Linked DNA regions of Anser cygnoides: region 1 is linked to region 2. A link is a contact called in public Hi-C data. All regions are on one chromosome and are shown on one strand. The core of a region is the stretch at or near the end of the contact, and the rest is flanking DNA. Distances in the headings are between cores, read along the strand shown.

Region 1 (3,277 bases), core at 293-2,792, 37 kb before region 2:
GCCGTGTAAGGCGTTTGGAAAGAAGCCAGGCCGAAGCGTGCTGGAGTAAGGTGCACGTGGTGCAGATCGGGGTGACACGCGGGACACAGCGAGGGCACCCCCCTTCCGAGCTTCATGTTTTCAATAAATCTGCGCCTGGAGAAGGACAGGGGGGTGCCTGCAGGGGAAGCACGGGACGGTGGGGACAGCCAGGTCTCGTGCACGTCCTCCTGCCCCCATCACATCGCCCGGCGGCAGATAAACACACGCACACACCCCGGCTTCCTTCCTGCAAGAGGGGAGGACGCTTCGGTGTTTCTGCACGGCCGCAGAGAGCAGCAGCACCTGCCCGGGGCAGGCTTCTCCCCTCCCAGCACTCGTTGTGACTCCGCAGAGCGGTAACGCCACGGGTTTGGCTGCGTCAGGCCGACGGAGAGCGCTCAGCAGGAGATCAATCCTCCCGTGCCCCTCTGCTGCCGGGCACCTTCTGCCCCCGTGGCCAACCCGCCTGCCCCGGCTCCAGTGCAGCACTCCCGGGAAGGGCAGCGCTGCCCGGGGAGCACAGCCGCGTTTTCGGACACCCCTCCATTGCCTTAGCGCAGCGTTAACTCAGGAGTTGTTCAGGCTGTGTAAGCAATTCCAGCGGGGCCCAAGTCACCGCGGTCCTTGCGACACGCCGGCTGCCTTCCCGCTTCCCTGCTCCTCTGTCCGGGCTCGCCGCAGGGCTGAACCCGGGCTGTGGAGGCACTCAGGGAGCTGCAGCGAGGCTCCGCACCTCCACGGCTCTAGGGCGGCGCAGGAAAACCGCCGCTGCGGCGAGCGAAACGCCGCAAGGACCTACAGGGGGAGGTGAAAATCAGGAGAACGCGCGAACATTGCCACGCTGCTATCCAGTGGCGTTTCAAGGTCTAGGCCGACGAGAGGCAGCGATGAAAGGTTTCGAGGTCTTGCAGCACGCAGGCAGGGAGCCAGCCGGGAGCACGGCAAGGGACAGAGCAGCCCCGGGAATGAAGCAACCGAGTCCCGAGTTACGAGTTGGCTGCGGCGCAAGCGCCCCATGAGCTTCTGCCTATTTTTGGGAAGAGCAGCGGAGGACAGAGTCCCAGCAGTGAAGTCAGGACAAGTTCTGGGAAGATCAGGATTTGCTGTTTCAAACTGCTGTGCGTGTTACGAACCGAAAGCACGCGGGGACGCTCCTAGCGGTGCCCAGCACCAGCTCAGACTTTGCCTCGAGGGAAAATCACGGCATGCCCCAGGAGGTCGGGTTTCGTTATTAAACAGAAGAACTGAAAGGATCCCAGCACGAGTGACAGAAGCAGAGGCCTCACGTCCGCATTCCTCACGTTTTCAGCAAAAAGGGTTTGCACCGTTTACAAGCAGGGTGCTTCTGGTACTGCCAGTACCCTGCCGCTTCCACCGCGGTGGGCGCTCGGAGGGCATTCACGCGGGGCTGCCCTGTGCCTGCCCCCCCCAGCACCGGCTCCGCGCAGCCCCCTGACGTCAATGCAGGCGGGCACGGGAGGCGTTTTTGCATCAGCTGGCTCGCCGTGTACCAGGCGGATCACGAAGGCAGCGCGATTTTGGCTGCTGCAGTGCAAACAGCCCCGCGGAGCCATCGCAGCCCCTGAGTCAGCCGCGTGCAGCAGCCGCCCGTGGAGGAGCCGTGACTCAGCAGCAGCTCCCGGCGCAGCGGCCGCCTCCAGCTGAGCCTCCCGGCCGGGCTCCACGCAGGGTTTTGCCCCCCTCGGTCCTCTCCTCCGCCTCCCGGCGTGGGAAGGCTCAGCCTGGACCCCGCTCCGTCCTGGCGAGGGCACCGCGGGGACCACCGGCCCCGCATCGCCCTGCCCCGAAATATCCCGCCGGGGCTCGGGGGGACGAGGGCGAAACTGCCGCCCGTGGAGGCGGCACAACCGCAGCGTGCCGAGCGGCCAGGCTTGCCGCAACATGCCTTGGAGCTGCGAGACGTGCCGGGCCGCCCCGCCAGGCTGACACCCGGCGCTGTTCATCGTTTACGCCGCGCACAGCGCGCCACTCGAGCAAAGCCCTTTCTCTTTTATGCAGCCGGTGCCACCTGCACGCTCCCACCCGCCGCCTCTCCGGCCTAATGGCAGGAAGTATTACGCTAGGAAATAAATATGCACTGATCCCTCTCGTTTCGGAATTCTTCCCATACTTCTCATAGCTGGAAGCGGCCACTCCTAACAGGCTAAATAAGCAGGCGAACATCTGAGTAACTGCTGCAGTTATGCTGCTCTTGTCTCCCCCCTCCAGATAAAAACAGCTGCGAGGTCGCTGGCGATGGAAGTCCCCGAGGAGAAGCATCTGAAGAACGCGCCTCCCGATGCCCAGCGCCTCCAGCAGCTCCTGTGCCCGTAGCCGGGCTTGGCTGGGCGTCCTCTGGGCATCCTCCCCACCAGGAGCCGGGGGGACAAGCTACCGGGGTGGGCTGCAAGCCCCTGCTGAGGAAGGGAGCCGGAGAGATGCTCAGGGGCAGAGAACGTGCTCCTGGAGTGTGGTTTGACCAAAAACCAAAGCTTTCGGAGAAATGCCCACGAGCTCCAGCGGCGTTTTGCTGCAGCGAAGCGCACGTGTGCGCACGCGCTGTGAAGGGTCCCCGTGTCGCTGAGCGGTGGCAGCAACCCCGCAGCCCCAAAGAGGTGCAGAGAGCCATCTGCGCCACAGCGATGCGGGTTTTATAGCGCCTGGTGGCCTGAGGGCAGCCCACCGTGCACACAGAGCACAGGGCAGCAGCAGAGGAGAGGCTTGCGGGGCTGCAGGCACGGCACAACCCGGGGCATTTAACGCACGGCGCTCGAGAGTGCGACACGGGAAGATTCCCTCAGCGGGACTCGACGTCCAGGATCTGTCTGAGAAACAAGCTGGAAGGGATGCACCGAGTACTCAAGCAGCTAACGAACGGCTCTGCGCCCCCAAATCAAGGAGCATCGCCCTGAACCACTCAGCTTCAGCAGGAAAAGCGAGGCAGCAGCGCCCACGCTTCCATGCAGCCCCTGCAGCCCCCCTGCAGGACCCGGTCCCCCAGCACACCCACGGGTGGGCACACAACGGCCCGGGGGCAGCTCAGAAGCTGCCCGAAGGCTCCCTGGGGCTGCTCCCCAAACCCACCCCCCCGAGCTGGGAGCAGCAGGAGGAGCGCTCCTGCCTGCCCTGGGACGAGGGGAGCCCGGCGCTGGTAACCCAGCGCAAAGCCGCCCGGCGGTTCCTGCTTCTGGAGATGACCTCATGCTTTTTTGGAACAGAAAAAGGCTGTTAGGGCGATGGCATTTACTCCTTGTCT
Region 2 (3,273 bases), core at 674-3,173:
AGATAGCACACTGAAAACAGGAGTATCAACACCAGCTATTCGTGTAATCACGAAGGTGAGAGCGAAAGAGAAAGCCCCGCTACGGAAAAAGGAAGCACCTGCAGCGGGGTACGGGACCGAGAGACCAAAAAGGAGCGTGGGCTACAAGCCTGAAGGCTTCAGCCAACAGCAGAAGGTTGGGGATTGTCCCCGGCTCATCTCCTGGACCCCGAGACCAGGAAGGCCCTGGCTGCTTCCTCGCATTCCCCGGCTCGAGCCGAGCTCTCCATCGTATCGCCCGCGTGCAGGGCTGCGGCAGAAAGGGGGGAGAAAGATGAGCAGCCTGGAGGAATTTCAGCCATCAACAAGCAAACAGCCTCTTCAGCCCTCTCCACAGAGGATGACGTGCCTTTTGTACGGAAGGCTGCTTTCCCCATAGCCTGCTGCCTCCTGCTAATTGCTCTGAGAGATGAACTTGCCCCCGTAAATCACGGGCTGCACGGCGCCAGCGCTCAGCTGTAGCCCCCGCTCGCTGCCTCCCAGCTCTTCCAGCTATACGTGATTTTACAGCATGAAAAAATAATTACTGCTTCTAAATTGCAAACAGATTGAAATAGCAAGCAGCTTGGCCCCGTGAAGTATGTGCAGTTGTTCAAGTGTCTCTGGTGCTCTCGAAGAGGTGATAAATGCCGAGCTGCTGCGGGAATCAGCTGCCGCCTCCGAGCTGCAGGGGAGAGCTCGAAGCCGCGGCCAAAGAGGAGCCACCCAAAACCCAAACCTACCTTTTGACTAAACTGAGCTCTGCTGACAGCAATCACAAGAGGCAACACCCAGTACGGGGATTTTCTCCTTTGAGAGTCACAGCACGGCCGAATAACTCACACCAGTTTGACGGGGGGGGGGGGGGAAATAAAAGAGAACCCTCATCTATACTAAATGAAGTCTTGAAGCTACACCTACCTAAGCGAACGCCTGAAATGACGTTACAAACACCATTATTTGCACTGCTCCCCCTTGAACTTTGTCGATGCACCTGCCTTTCTGACTGCCCTTTCTTTCCTCCTGTTTTAAAAGCAGCGCGGGGATCCCTGGGCGGCCACGTCCAGCTCAGCGCTGTCACAGCAGCCGCCGCAGCGTTTCAGATCCCTCTTGCAACCGGTCACCATTTTAAGCGCTGTTGGGGTTTTCTGCGAGCGCTGCCGTTCGGGACTGCTGTCGAGGGCAGGCCCTGAGCAGCTCCCAGAGGAACAAGGGGTGAGGGCAGCAACCCCCTGCGAGGCACCTGCGGTTCTGACATTGAACCTCCCCACCCCAGAGAGCCCCTCTCATCTCTGCAGCACTGCCCCGTGGCCCTCGCAAAGCCTCCCGGGGGTCACCCACTCGTCCCCCTCGGCCGTTCTGCAGTCGGTGCCAGCCCTGCAGACACCCCCGAGCTCGGCCTGATGAACTGCAGCAGCGTTTCCCCCTGCGCAGACCTTTGAACCGAAGGTTAATGCACCGGGCACAGTTCGCAGCAGGGAAAAAAAGCAGGCCAAGAAAACTTTCCAGAGGAACACAACACCATCTTCGGCTTTCCGCAGAAATGAGCCTTTTGTTTACAGGCTTGCAGAAGCTGACTCCAGGGGCTGGTCTGTTCTTGCTCAGAGAGGGAAAACAAGCCTGACCTCAGCGTGCTGGAATAAACTCTGCCCCCTCCTTCCTTACATGCTTCTCCCAGTGCAAAGGTACAGAACACGATATCCCGCAGCGTGACCCAGCTGAGCGAAGCGTGACCACACGCTCCTGCTTACTGACATCGAAAACAAGACCGCCGGAGCCAAGAAGGTGAACTGGCAGGACCAGCTCTGGCTTTCATTCATCTGGCGGCACCGGCCAGCGACTTCCCAGCTGGCCAAAGGTCTCCAGTAAGTCAGCCGGCCCCCGGTACGCCGCGTACGGCGTTCGCTGCTCAGCGCACAGCTCCCGGGGCACAGCCAGCCGCGCGGCAGGCACTCCCCTATCTCCCACTTGTACCATTTCCTACGCAGGCGATAAGCAGGCTGCAATTTCCTTCGAGCGGATATTGCACGGCAGCGCTTGCCCGAACAAAGGACCTGAACATCGCCGTGCGAGAGTCAGAGGGGCTCTGCCATCCTCGTTAGAAACCTGTCGCAGGCATTCGTCACACCAACAGGTCTGGGGAAAGAACACTTGTCGGTTTTGGTCCTTCTTGACCCATGCCCTGTTTACGTTTTGGGCCAGGATCCCTTGCTCACGCCCGCCCTGCACGCAGGCGAGCTGCTTGCACCACAAGTGCCAGCGCTATCAAAGATACCTTGCAGTGGGTGGGAGCAGCAAGGAGGGGAATTCCTTTCCGAACTGCCTGGAAGCGGCAACAGTTGGTAATGCAAGGCATCTCCCGAGGCAAAGCCTGCAGCTGCCAACGTTCCCTCAAAGCCGGTGCAAAGCTGGAGGGAAGACAGATCATCCCTTCCAGCCCACCAGCAAGCCTGCGGTGCCAGGAACCCCGTGGGAGGCAGTCGCTGCAGAGCCTTTCCACCACCATCTTCCAGCTCCCCGGCAGGAGGAACTCGCTTTCCTTCCTTCGGACGCTCCAAGATCCGGCGGATCGCAGAGCAGGCAGGCGGCCGATGCTGTCAGCTATTCCTACTGCCACTAATAAAGAGTGCTATGAAAAGATTAGAGGGAACACGCGACACGAGACTCACGGAGTCTTTCTGCAGGAAGAGCCTGCTGTATGAGCAGTCTTTACGACTTTTAAAGAACGCTTGAATATGTGACAGAGGGTAAAAATCAAAGACACTGCATGCACAAGGTGAACGAGGCACCAGCCCAGTCACCTCTGCAAATAAAGGTCAACATGCAATGTTCCCGATAACACGATTTGGGATTCCAACGTGAGAATAAGAGAAAACTGCATTTGCGCTGGCTGTGACTTTCGGCTCCTTAGCTCCAGCCTGCTCGTTCAGTGAAGAGACGCGGGTTTTAGGAAGCCCAGAGCCACCGGCAGGCTGTTGGTGCAGAACAGCCGCCGAGCCCTGCCCTGGTGAGAGCGGCGTGCCCGCGCCGTGTTGGTGCCAGCGCCGTGTTGGTGCCCGCGCCCCCGTGCAGCACGGTTGGGCAACGCGGAACAGCTCATGGAAAATCAGAAGCTGCCAAATGGCCAAAGGCTCCTTCCGAGGCGTCTGACTGATCCCCTCGTCGAGGAACTTGGGAACTGTTACATGCCGTACCCATGGGCCAAACTAAAGCATTCCAGGCAGGTACCGCTGACCGGCGGGTAACCAAGGGGCA

The links. Hi-C and Micro-C count contacts between places; a contact is called where the count stands out from the background.
Region 1: a Hi-C map of liver shows a contact between it and region 2, with 11 times the contacts expected there. The contact joins two enhancer-like sites. A contact is called at or near these places in 3 of 7 Hi-C or Micro-C datasets (all in liver).

The regions. Positions count from the first base shown.
Region 1 is chr27:1,168,371-1,171,647 of Taihu_goose_T2T_genome, reverse strand. The region is part of intron 2 of GNG7 (G protein subunit gamma 7); the gene reads right to left. Among named protein-coding and RNA genes, the nearest start is that of GADD45B, 19 kb to the left of the region's middle. Within about 2 kb of position 1,542, at least 1 of the 3 cell types and tissues checked has open chromatin away from gene starts, as enhancers often do. A contact at or near this core is called in liver, where this site is marked.
Region 2 is chr27:1,131,526-1,134,798 of Taihu_goose_T2T_genome, reverse strand. The region is part of intron 2 of GNG7 (G protein subunit gamma 7); the gene reads right to left. Among named protein-coding and RNA genes, the nearest start is that of GNG7, 19 kb to the right of the region's middle. Within about 2 kb of position 1,923, at least 2 of the 3 cell types and tissues checked have open chromatin away from gene starts, as enhancers often do. A contact at or near this core is called in liver, where this site is marked.